Linked DNA regions of Zea mays: region 1 is linked to region 2. A link is a contact called in public Hi-C data. All regions are on one chromosome and are shown on one strand. Each heading gives the region's core, a stretch centred on a gene start, on an enhancer-like site or on the middle of the called end of the contact. The rest is flanking DNA. Distances are from core to core; before and after follow the strand shown. Region 1 holds the start of LOC100276771. Region 2 holds the start of LOC100276847 (NADH dehydrogenase [ubiquinone] 1 beta subcomplex subunit 10-A).

Region 1 (6,248 bases), core at 345-2,844, 550 kb before region 2:
CAAACGGGACAACAAGTCCCCGCAAGGACCACCACACTATTGGTGTCTTGCCTCGGTTACAATTGAGATGATCACAAGAAAGAATGAGAAAGAAAAGAAGCGATCCAAGCGCAAGAGCTCAAATGAACACAACAAATCTCTCTCTAATCACTAAGGCTTTGTGTGGAGTTGGGAGAGGATTTGACCTCTTTGGTGTGTCTTGTATTGAATGCTATAGCTCTTGTAAGGTGTAGAAGTGCAGAAACTTGGATGCCAATGAATGTGGGGTGGTTGGGGTATTTATAACCCCAACCACCAAAAATGGCCGTTGGAAGTGTGCTGTCGCATGGTGCACCGGACAGTCCGGTGTGCCAGCCACGTCAGCAGACCGTTGGGGTTCGACCGTTGCAGCTCTGACTTGTGGGGCCTATGGGCTGTCCGGTGGTGCACCGGATAGGTCTTGTAGACTGTCCGGTGCGCCAACTGCGCGTGCTCTGACTCTGGCGCGCACTGTAGCGCATTAAATGTGGTTGCAGACGACCGTTGTGCGCGAAGTAGCCGTTGCTCCGCTGGCACACCGGATAGTCCGGTGTGCATCGGTCACTGTCCGGTGACTCACCGGACAGTCCGGTGAATTATAGCGGAGTGCCCTCTGAATTTCCCGAAGGTGAAGAGTTCAGCCTCGAGTGCCCTGGTGCACCGGACACTGTCCGGTGGTGCACCAGACACTGTCCGGTTGCACACCGTACAGTCCGGTGCGCCAGACCAGAGTGCCTTTGGGTTATCTTTTGCTCTCTTTTTTTGAACCCTTTCTTGGTCTTTTTATTGGCTTATTGTGAACCTTTGGCACCTATAGAACTTATAGACTAGAGCAAACTAGTTAGTCCAATTATTTGTGTTGGGCAATTCAATCACCAAAATCAATTAGAAAAAAGGTGTAAGCCTAATTACCTTTTAAGTATGACTTTCTGTCTCAAACGCCTTGTCAGAATCCCACGTGGTTCATTATTCGAAGTGAGTCCGCGCGAACATCCCCTTCTGGACACAAATTCTATTGTCCTCTTGATTTCCAAAACCACGACACCATACCTCCCAAGATACAAGTTATGGAGCACCTCATTCACAACGACATCATTCGGTTGCGGACTTGTTGATGATGGCATACCCGAAAGGTTCAACACATGCCGGAATACTATGATTCCAGTAGAATATATGGTCTGTACATAATTTGTGTGAAGAATTGTGTTATGGAAAACTTTATATATACTTGTATCACTGTATGACATGATTGTAACCTTTTTGCTTTGCGTTGCACTCAAATTGCGGGTTTCTATTTGCATAAGTATGGTTTATGTGATTTTGGACATTAAATTATTTGTGAATATATTGTTATTTATTGTGCAACATGATTTGAATAAATACAGACAAATTATACCAATTTTTTTATTTTTTTCTAACTAAAATACGGTTCCCGGTCAAAAAAACACCGAAATTTGGTCAGGAAATACGAAATTCGAATTTTTGAATTTGAATACGTAAACCCTTCGGGAATGCGAAATTCAGTTATTTCCCGTTTTCAGAAACGGACGGAATTCAGTTCACAAACGGGATGGGTAACACTGCTGTAGGGTGATTCTCGAATCTCGATCTCCCTGCTCTACCCGCATCACCCCGCCGTTGCCGGCCCCTTCCTCCCGCTTCCCACCTCGCCGTCGCCACCTCTTCCTCTTCCTCATCGCCGGCGCTTGCGCGCCCCTTCTCCACCCCGTTGACCGCCGCACCCACGGCCTCGCCGTTGCAGCACTCGTGCGATCCGGTCACGAGTGGAGCGCACGAGCTCATTCGCTGCTTCCGCCTCCCCCTCTTCCTTGCCGGAGCCCGCGCCTCCTCTCCTCGCCGGCGCCTTCGCCTGCTCCTGCGCCCCCTTCTCCACGTCGCACCCACGGCCTCGTGTTGCTGCCCTCGTGAGATCCGGTCGCGAGCGCCCGACCTAGGCCGCTGCCTCAGTCTCTCCTCGCTCGGTCGCATCACCACCGCCGGAGACGGACCGAGGTGCTCTGCGAGACTCCGCGCCATAGAGCTCCTCCTACGGCGGGTTCTTTTCCGTCCGGTAGCTGGGTTCCCTGAAGCCAGTCATGGCGATGACCACCGCCGTGACGGGCCTCGCCGTCGCAGCAACCGCTCCCATTCGCTCCTTCCTCTCGTCCGCCGCCGCCTCTGTCAGCCTGCCCGCCGATCTTCGTGACCTCGCCTCCGACCTAGCCTCGGACCCTGCCGTCTCCTACCGCTCTCTGCGTGCCATCTGGTGCGCCACCTCGCCGGACACCCGCCCGCCGCTCCGCGACCTCCTCCAGGGCGCCGACTTCGTGCTACCCAGCCCGAAACCTCGTGAGAAGGTTCTTTCTCTCAGTCTTTGGTGGCACTGTCTGTCCCGGCCTGTGCGTACCGGCAAATAGGTGGGTTTTGATTCTGATTCGGTTTAGTCTGTCATGTGGTTGGTTTGCAGAGCGATGAGCTGAAGGCGAGGCTGGAGAAGCTCCGGGAGACACAGGAGAGGAAGGAGTATGCTGAGCTCGTCAGGGACGTCGCTCCGCCCAGCAAGGATGACGCTCCTGAGCCCTTTTCATCCTACAAGGATCAGATAGGATTTGGTACTACCCAACCGCCCTATTTTCAAATTGCTCTATGCAATCTTCCTACTGCTTGTTTCATGGATTACACTTGTTCCATTGAAGTAATAGGAATATAGGATGACACCGTGTGTGTATTTCAACATAATTGGAGCAATATAGTTCAAAAGCTATAACATACGAGTTGTGGAGCAATATCTTCTCTCTTCATCAATTGTTCCAAATGCAGAGGTAGGATCTACTATTTTTTAAAACACACACACATAAAGACAAGAATAAACAAATAAGATAATGTAAAATAAATTTGAGAATAATATTTTTGTAAATACCACTCGAACAAAGATCAATCTTCCGTGTGCTCGTATCTAAAGCAATGATGCCATTAGAATTTAGACCTGAGGTGCAGCACATGAAAATTGTTCTACCTCCACCACTACATTAGTGTATACGTCCAAGAGGCATTTATCTAGATTTAAAGTGAACAACGAACTACTAAAAATCTAGTTTCAGGATTTGTTTTTTTGAACTATCAACTAAATCAGGTTATAATAACCTGAGTTTAATCTTTAATCAAGATTACATTAATAACTTGGTGGTGTGAAAATCTATTTCTCGCTCAAAGGTCTGAAGTTCAGAGGCCATGTATTGTGTTGTTTTTCTTCTTTATTTTTAAAGTTATTATTACTTTACCGGTTTCTATTTTTATATTTATATTGAACGTACGTGACAAAAAACAAAATTTAATCTAACCGGAAATATAAAAAAATGAAATCGTGAAAAGTCATAGAAAAAGAGAAGGAACACGATACATCTACCTGACCGGCCAGCAGCCATCGCTGCGCAGTGTGCACTTGTGTCCGGCAGCACAAGCCCGCATCTGGCTGCCTCCGCGTGCACCCACGCCTGGACGCCCGTCGCCCGCTGCACCAGGCGGCCCGGGGCCTGGATCTACCCGAGCTTTCCTGGGCTCAGTCTTTGGATTTGAAAAACTATCTTGAAGACTCATGTATAAGCATGAATGATTGCCAATAGAAGAATTCTTCTTTTCAGAATTAGAAACTTTAAATTTTGATGCGGTCTGTGACTCTGTGCTACCCTACTTGGTGCAAAAGCATTTTGGTTATGTACTACTCCCTCCGTTCTTTTTTATTTGTCGCGATCTAGTTCAAAAATGAATTAGCGGGCGACAAATATTCGAGAACGGAGGTAGTATATAATAGCTAGAGGCCAAAGTTTGATGGATCTATTTAATTTGTGCACCATGTTTACTTTTTGTTTGTTGTTGGCTTCAGCGTGTACTGTAATTCCTCTATCTTGTTTGGGAATCTGGGGATTTTAAGGGAAAACAGACTCCTTAAGTTTAAATTAGTGTTGGTGAAACTTGTAATCAAGTTTTCAGGATGGAGTAACCATGCATGCCAATAGTAGTGAAATGATACAAATGTTTCTTCACTTAAATGCACTACTACACAAACCTGCAATGCGCAATTAAGAATGATTGCTATGATGCGAGAATTGTTCTTTTACGAATTCAGAACTTTTTAACTCCAAGAAGTTTAGCCAAGTACTGGTCTTGTATGGTAATGTCAGTAAGAACGAGTGGGATCTAACATTTCTGTGCTTATTTGCAATGGGAGTAGAGTTATACAATAAATCCCTCGTTTCATTTTTAACTATAGCTAGCAAAAATGGTTTATGTTTTTTTTGTTAACGTGTAAAAATTGGTGTTTATGAGTCTTCATAAATTCAAAAAAATAAGTTGAAACATGGATGCTAGATTCAGGTTTGAACTTGTTTTTGTTGCAACTAATCGAGCATTTTGGTTATCTACAATGTAATTGACTGAAGCTGAACCGCTAAAGCTTGTTGGATCTACTTTAATTTCTGCATTTCCTTTATTTTCTTTCTAATTGTGGTTATTACTGGGAACTATAATTCCTTTACCTTTGCTAATGGGACCCTAGGGTCTTGTGCAAAAAGGATTTCTCAATTAAACAGGTGCATGTGAAACTTGCAATCAAGTATCCAGGAAGTGTTAATAGACTAGTGGTAAATGAAAGCCTACAAAATTTGTACAGTTATGCATGCCATCGGTAATGACATCATACAAATACGTTTTTGACTGAAAATTTACTGCTAGACAAACCCACGGTGCACAATCAGGAAATAGTTTGTCACTTCAAGTTAATGGTGGCTTTTTCATCTGAATGCTTTGGCCTCTAGAATCACTCTTCGCGTATCCATAATCACCAGTCACTTTCATTAAAAGGGGTGATTTTCTATCTAATTCTGCTATGCACCTTTTTAAGTAAAATGATATTAGGTGATCTTTTGTTTTGGTTATATCGATCCAATTTATCATCAATATTAAATCCACATGCCTCTAAAATAGAGGCAAACTTTTCTATGTACAAAGTGATCGATAGTGTTCTTTTCCTATAAGTATATTTATCCTCTTAAGATGACATACAGTCTATATCTGAGCTGAGGCTGCTAGGATTTTCTTGTATGTTTTGTATGGTTTTCATTGTTCAATTGACTTTTCTTCTTTTTCAGGTCTGCATGTCGTGGTTATTATGTTCACAGGTTACTTGGTAGGATTTGCTATGTTCAAAGCTCTGTTCAACAATAATGCTGTACTGGTAAGTTCATTAGGCCACTTCTTGTAGGGATGTAGTATCTTGTACATTGAATGGGAAAGCCAAATAATTTTGCCTTCCTCTGTAGCTGCTAATTTGTTTGCCATTCCTGATAAGATTAAACCTCACAGAGTTAACCTTGTCATGGCTTTTTAGAACGCTGCTGGAGGTATCTTAGGATTAGTTGGTGGCATGCTGGTTGAGACCATTCTCTTCATCATCAGATCATCGAGTAAAGAGTTAGCCTCTGTTCCAAGATCAAAGAAAGCTCAGTAGACTCTTGAAATGCTATCATCAGTTAGTGGTGAGAGCTATAAGTGGCCTTAGCTTGTGGAAGTCTATGGAGCATTGGTATGGGTTTGAAAATGCAATTCATCGAATATATGCAATTGACATCCGATTTGAATTTGCATCATGAAGGAATAGGGCAGAGGGATTTGATTTCAATATTATTAGCTACCCAGAATTTTGTATCTCGCCCAATGATTGGCTCGATGATAATTGAAGAACATGTACCTACGGATATGTAAAAAGTACATACAAGAAGATGGTATGCTTAACAGCTTAAGTACCATTGGAGAGTATATTGGCTTGAAATTTTGCAGTTAAAACTTAAAAGTAAGTTGTTATGTTTGCACGTGAGGTTTTGTTTGTGAATAAGCATATTTTATCCTAAGATTTTTCTCAGATTTCTTTTTTATCATAGCATTTTGAGTAAATCGAAATGAATTTTTTGTTGGTATATGCACGATTGTTTAGAGCAACTCCAATAGTTACGTAAATTTTAGCTCTCTAAATAATAGATTTAAGAAGTTGCTAAATGGCTTTTGGAGTAAAAAATGCGAGTTATCCAATAGTTTTCTAAATATAGGTTGTAATTTTGTTTTGTATCTATCCATATAAAAAAATAAGTCAAAAAAACTACATAATGCAGTCAACATTTTTGTTTAGAGAGTTGTTAAATGGTTGCCAAATGTAGAGAGAAAATGAGGTTAGATGA
Region 2 (6,555 bases), core at 910-3,409:
GGCCCTATACCGTTTGCGCTCTTCTCAACCTCCACGAATATTTCAGGCTTCTTCTCCGCCGCCAACATCTGCTCCCGATCCGCCACCACTCGACAGTCCCGTTCCCATCTCGTACTCGTTCCCATATGTGCCGTCGAAGGCCCCGATCCCTCTCCATCCCTCCGCCTCCTCTGGTCCGTCTTCTTGCTCCTTTCCTGATCTGCTACGTGGCATCATTCAGAGAGGGAAAGCCAGGGGCTGCCAGGCCAGGGGATCCTACACTGGTGAGCGCGGGAGCTCCTTGAACTGGATGAGTCTCGGTCTCGGGTCCAAGACATGGTAGCTGATACCTCCCTAGAAACATGAAGACAAAAACATGTATTCTCCACTGTCATAAAATTCCCTCTCACACATGTACGATGTTTGCAATACTAGTAAGGAAAATAGCAGTAGTAGAACTGCTTTCATATTGCACTACCAAGATAAAAATCTATGGAACATCACTTCCCTAAAAATCTATACAAAGTATTTTATATGTTTGCAATTCAATAGGTTTGCAAAAACTGAAACTCTGCTGTTCACTGAGTAGGTTTGCAATGTGAATTGGTTAAAGCCCATGCTGAGCATAATTCTATCATTGGTTAAAGCCTAGTGCTTAATATTCTGAAACTCTGAATCTGTGAGCAATTCATTTGTTATGCAATTGTTTAGCTCATACAATTATTCAGTTCATTGGACTTCATATACAATTATTCAGTTCATTTGACTTCATTCATTTGTTATGCAGCACAATGTCACCTGGTTACTTAACAATACATTTGCGCTCTCAGCCTACTTTTTGTCGTGCCACCTGATCTCCTGCTCTCGTACCAACAATCATAATGGTCTGCTTCTTGATTAGTTATAGATTCTTCAAAATCCTGGTCTTCAATAGGATGCTGCTGCTGCTTTGGTGTGCCTGATCTCTGCACCTCTTTGAAAAAAGACAGTACAATTCTATCTGTGTTGGACTCGACAGAGATGGAATATTGGTGGCAAGTTGCACAGTGATGAAAAAGACATCAGCCTATATGCTTCTATGAAGCATTGAACAGGCCACTGTACACATATGTGATGAGGGGGGAAAAAGGAGATCGCAAAGGATGCAGCCAATGTTACAACAATAGTAACCTGCATCAAATCAGTAATACAGTTGCAAGCACACTCCGATGAGGAGAGCAATGTGGTAGGTCATAATGCATCATCGGTCGTCTAGGTCTGCAGCATCAGCCATCTCTCTCAAGGTTCCTGCACGATCCAGACATTCCCTGTCGGCTCTTGGTCTCCAGTATATTGAGGCTAGTTCAGGACAGGAAAAGGAAAAGAACAAGCCGGGCATGGGAGTAGCGACGACGGGCGACGGATGGCGTCAAATGACCGAAATCCTGCAGCAGTTGCAACCTACACACGGTTTAAGGCTCACTGTTTGGAGTCTATCCTTCAATTTGGGCCTAAACAAATTGACTTGAGTAGCAGTAGCTAAATCAAAATATAAGGCCCAATTATAGAACTCATGATTGGAGTTGTTCTAATGCATTTCGGTTTCCACCACTCAGACTGATTACCACACAACATACATAGAAAGGAAAGAATGTGCTTAGTTTCAGCAGGCCTCACCCCTCCAATCCAGGAACAGCAGCACGAGAAGCCGAGGCAGCAGCTACTCCGCCTCGATGATCTTCTTGGGCTCTGCGAACCAGAGAAGAAGCAGCCATATAGACCTATCGATCATGCCGATCAAAGGGTAAGACGAGGCATGAAGGGATTCGGACCGTGTAACTCGGGCGGTCGGGCATCTTTGCCCCAACCCACGCCGCGTGTAGCCTCTAGGTACTGGTCCACGAGGTGGCGGCACTTCTGGTGGTGGTTGATCCCCTCGATGCGGTAGCACCAGCGGAGGCGCTCCCGGATGATCTTGGCGGTCTCGATCTGGATCCACTTCTCCCGCACCAGGTGTTCCCGGTACTCCAGCATAGCCACCGGGTCCGCATATGGGTTCTTCGGGTCGAAGTTATCCGGTGGCTGCTCATCGAACTCAACCTTTGCCTTGCGCACCATCTTCTCCGATCGCGGCCGGCGGCCGCACGGTCTTCCGATTGGGTGGGGGTGGGGGTGGGGGTGTGGGATTGGTGTGGTCCGCTCGGTCGGATGGGAGACGGAGCTGATGGGTCGATGAGTTAATTATGCGAACCAGGCCTGTGGGCTGTTAGTCGGCCCAACAGAATGAAGCGTAGGTGGGCCAAGAGACAAGCTTCTGTCGCCGACTCACTGTTTCCCGAAGTCTGCACTCTGCAGGCGGAAACGCCAGTTCAGCCACGTGGAGAGGGCAGATCCGAGAAGAGCCGGCGCGATGAGCTCGCCGGCGAGGTCGACCATCTCGGCCGCCGAAGACGTCGCTGATTCCATCGACGCGCTCTACCGCAAGGACGAGGCCCTGGCTGGTGATACGCCCCTCTATCTCTCTCTCCCTTTTGCAAGCGGTGCCAGGTGAATGCCTCAGAGAGTCAGAGTGACTGACCGATTGGTTGGCCTTGCAGAACTCAAGTCTGAGGTGATGGAGGCGCTGCAGAGGGAGGTGAGGTCTCTCGACGAAGACAACTGGATGTTCGCCGCACCGCGGTCCCGCATCAACCTCGTCTCCAGGCCTGGTAAGAAGGGGAACACAAAAATAGCAACAGATGGTTTTCTGATCAGTTTTTTTTAAATCTGTCTATATGGCCTGAGTTTAATGCTTCTGTTCCTGATGAATGAGCTGTGTACATTCCTTATACGATTGCGACCGATTTTATTTGTACCCCATTGGGGGGCATGTGTTTATCAGGTGCTTACCTGCCCAAGCAAAACGGGAAGCTCTCAGAGTTGGGGCAAGCATCCAAGAAAACAAGGAACTTCTAGGGTGTACATGCTTGTGCTTGCAAGAAGCCTGGTCCATGACTCCATGATGGTAGTGAAGGCTGTAGCATCAAGGATGATTTGTTCATGTTTCAAATCAATCTGGTTGCTTCCTGCTAATTCAATTTCAGACACATGTAAGGATTTTTCAAGTGATTGTGACTTCAATGTCATGGTATTGTTTATGACTTGTGCCTTTCCTATCTTCTACAAACTCAACCTGCCTAGTTTTTCTTACATTCATGATCCATCCTTTTCTTTCTGAACAGATATGCATGATTGCCACTTTAGTTGGAGACAGCAAATACATCGATAATTATTGAACAAAGTTATGTTGTCTTTAGTTCTTATGATCACTGGTATTAGAATACCTTTAATTCGGTTGTAAGTTGAAAAGCTTGCAAATTAAAATTCATATCTTAACATAAAAATGTTAGAACATAGATATGTTCTTTTTCTGAGCTGTCTTTTTGTATGGCACTGTCCCATGCCTCATATTAAACTGTATTATTTAGTGATCTTAATTACTTACTCTTAGCCTACCGTCTGTAACCGGAAGGTCCCGGATTCGGGCCCCAGCCTCTGCATGTTATGCGGGTAAGGCTTGGTACTTAAAGATACCTTTTCCTAGGCCCTACACAGTGCGGGAAGCCTACGGCACTGGGTACGCCTTTTAATGACTTACTCTTCCATTGTACGTACCTTAACAACGACAAGTGTTCATATATACAAGAATTTCGTTACCAAAATCTTCTGTTAGCCATTTTGAACTTTACAATGAATTATGAATGTGAAGTGTCTTAAGGTTTTGGTAGTGCTTTGTACATTGTTTCTCAAAATTGTTTTGCTTTATCGGCAAATCTTATATGTTCTGCAGTGAAATCATGGCACTTGACTAATAGATCAGCCTGTATGATAATCCTGGTGTTTCCTATTATTTTTCTTTTCTTTTGTCAAATGTAAATGCACACTGCCATACACGAATGCATATGAACAATGGGAAAGCTGTGAAGATGATGTGAATGGTGTAACAGTAGTCAGTAGGGTCTGCGATTCAGCTTTCTTATAGAGGCCATGCTGGCTTTGCACCAGTTATTTCTTCCAGAGAAGTGTTCCCTGTCAGTTTAACACTGAAGAATGATGCTTCGACTTGTGCTTGAATTTGACTTCATGTGTGCATTTTCCATCATGGGGAGAGTAGTGGTGAAAGTAGTTGAAAAGTTAGCAGCCATACCACCTTTTTTTGTGTAATGTAGTAGTCACACATTTGAGGCATTGACTGATGACATAAATTTGTTTGAAGTAATTACACATTCACACATATAATTGCAGTCGAATGTTTCTGTGGTCTACTGGTTGCTCTTGTTTGACTACCCATATGACAATGTCTTTAGTCAGATATTATGGTTACCTTTTGGGTTTGGCATGCATACAGTGCCAAATTGGTGCTTTGACTTTGCATTAGAATGTGCAGGTTCTATATCTATTATGTTACATGCTCTTTATCGCCGAGCAGTTGGTAACACTAAACAAGAAGCAAACAAAACAAAACAAAGCAATACTTTAAAGGCTAGGGAGTCGTACATTAGTCTCCTTAATCATTTAGAAATACCTTGGTGGTGCTGAGGATCCATCTTGTCTCACTGTAGTATTGTAATGGACCATGCATCAAGAATTCAAGATGTGAGACTTTTTTCTATCATGCTAGGTGTCGGTGGATAATTTTAGAATGATGATTGACAGTGAGAATAATACGAATAGATTGTTTTGTGCTTTTCTGCAGTCACAGGCTCACAGCACAGTTACTTCATGTGTGCGCGTGCCTGTCGTCCACGTTACCTACTCCCTCATGTTTCCTACTAGTTTGATGTCCGTGCGTTGCTACGGTTTCTATATATCATATAACAAAGAATTTACAATTGGTTACATGTTCTCAACCTACAACATTTAACCAATCATCATAGCTTTGATTTGAAATGTACAGCACAGTTGAACCCAACAGATCTAAGAAAGAATTGAGTTACATATACAAATTTCTCGATGTTTTGTTTACATGTCAAGTATTGCAAGATGAAAAGATTATCACTATGTACCACCGATTTTAAACTCTGGCAAGTTGGGTCATTTCTTCAGAGTGTAAACATTGGTCTTGTCAAAGACTTTCATCTTCCCGACAAACACTATTTGTAACATTGTTTTTGCTTTGGTAGCGACAACTTTGATGAACTCAATACCAAATATGCAACTGTTATTGACAAGAAATCCAGAGGGGTGTTTGTTTAGCATTTCAGGGGTAACATGCATGAGATGCCAGAGCTCGTACTTGCAATCTGGAAGTTCTAGTTAACTGCATAAGCAAAAAAAATATAAGGATATATATTTTCTTTCGGAAAAGATATTTAATTACAATAACAAGATTTGAAGCAAAACAGGAACACATTATTTCTAGAGAAAAATTAAATGGAAACATGGAATTGAATAGAAGGTTTTATAAAAAGCAAGTATCAAAGATTGTAAGTTATAACTGGCAGTTTCAAATGAGCAACTGGTCCAATGAGTGTACAACTCTAATCAATTCTTAGAGGAAAACATTAAAAGTTTACAAGGTATATCGTATGAAGGGTTTGACTGTTTGAGTCAACGTGTGTGTGCGTAATGATCAGTTATTCCATAAGATATTTGCTACTTTACCTAGCTGCTCATGAAAAAGCTACCTCAATGATAGTGTTAGGTTTCACTAAACTCTATGGCAGTTCAAACAAAAAGGTTGCTCACAATCAAAGTTGTTTTTTTTTGCATAGCTGCTATCTAGAGTTTTAGACAACAGACAATTGAACTCAATAAAAATTTCAATAATCCACGAAAGGACATTACCTTCAAACTGATAGTACAAACTGGTAAGGACAAACATGCAAGAGCTCCAACTTCTAAAGAAATAAATCAAACAAAACAAAATACATGAATTTACACAGGAACATCCATAAAAATCAAGACCCAAACAAACTTGCATACATTTTGTACAGAGTCCATAGAGATTCTACCATCTGCCATAATGTAGAAGTCACAAGGAATAAAAGTTTATCAAAAGAAAGTGCAACAAAATAGAAGATTGCAAAATAATTACACAAATGTATACAGGTGCTTACATCTAATGTAGCAAGTGGCTTCACCCTTTGGGAAGGTTGTGTCACGCTTAACAACAGATGTTGCCAATGAAATGACAAACAATTTTATAGAAAAATATTTCCACTACTGTAACAAGTAAAAATAAACCAGTATTTCAGATCAATGATCACATTTTCACCCAATCAATACATCAACCTTTCACACCACATTCTAGTATTCGGAACTGGACGAGTGGAGTTGAACAATTGGAATGAAAATAATGTAATTTTCATAGAAATCATAGGCATAGTACCAGAGAACCAAATCTAAGAAAGAGATGCATGGAAAGTAAATAACGAATGTAGCACATCTGAACATCACACAGAAAAGATGGCCTACAACACCACCATATGCATTCTGTGCATACCTTCTGTAACCGGGTCTGCTTTGCTGTCTGGAACAACAGAATAGCAGCATCACACATAAGAGCAGCTACTGAGCAAGGAAAAAGAATCCACATCATGAAAATATATGTGCAAA

What was found. Hi-C and Micro-C count contacts between places; a contact is called where the count stands out from the background.
Region 1: a Hi-C map of ear shows a contact between it and region 2, with 2.9 times the contacts expected there. The contact joins the promoter of LOC100276771 here to the promoter of LOC100276847 in region 2. A contact is called at or near these places in 2 of 25 Hi-C or Micro-C datasets (ear and tassel).

Annotation. Positions count from the first base shown.
Region 1 is chr1:103,760,708-103,766,955 of Zm-B73-REFERENCE-NAM-5.0, reverse strand. LOC100276771 reads left to right here and starts at 1,594. Exons shown (of 4, transcript NM_001150485.2): 1 at 1,594-2,375; 2 at 2,486-2,630; 3 at 5,166-5,251; 4 at 5,405-6,003. The coding sequence starts at 2,115. The coding sequence ends at 5,524.
Region 2 is chr1:103,206,531-103,213,085 of Zm-B73-REFERENCE-NAM-5.0, reverse strand. LOC100276847 (NADH dehydrogenase [ubiquinone] 1 beta subcomplex subunit 10-A) reads right to left here and starts at 2,159. Exons shown (of 2, transcript NM_001416002.1): 1 at 1,791-2,159; 2 at 75-333. The coding sequence starts at 2,076. The coding sequence ends at 203. It overlaps LOC100277622, which reads left to right and starts at 2,269. Exons shown (of 3, transcript NM_001151134.2): 1 at 2,269-2,459; 2 at 2,556-2,666; 3 at 2,840-3,174. The coding sequence starts at 2,369. The coding sequence ends at 2,913.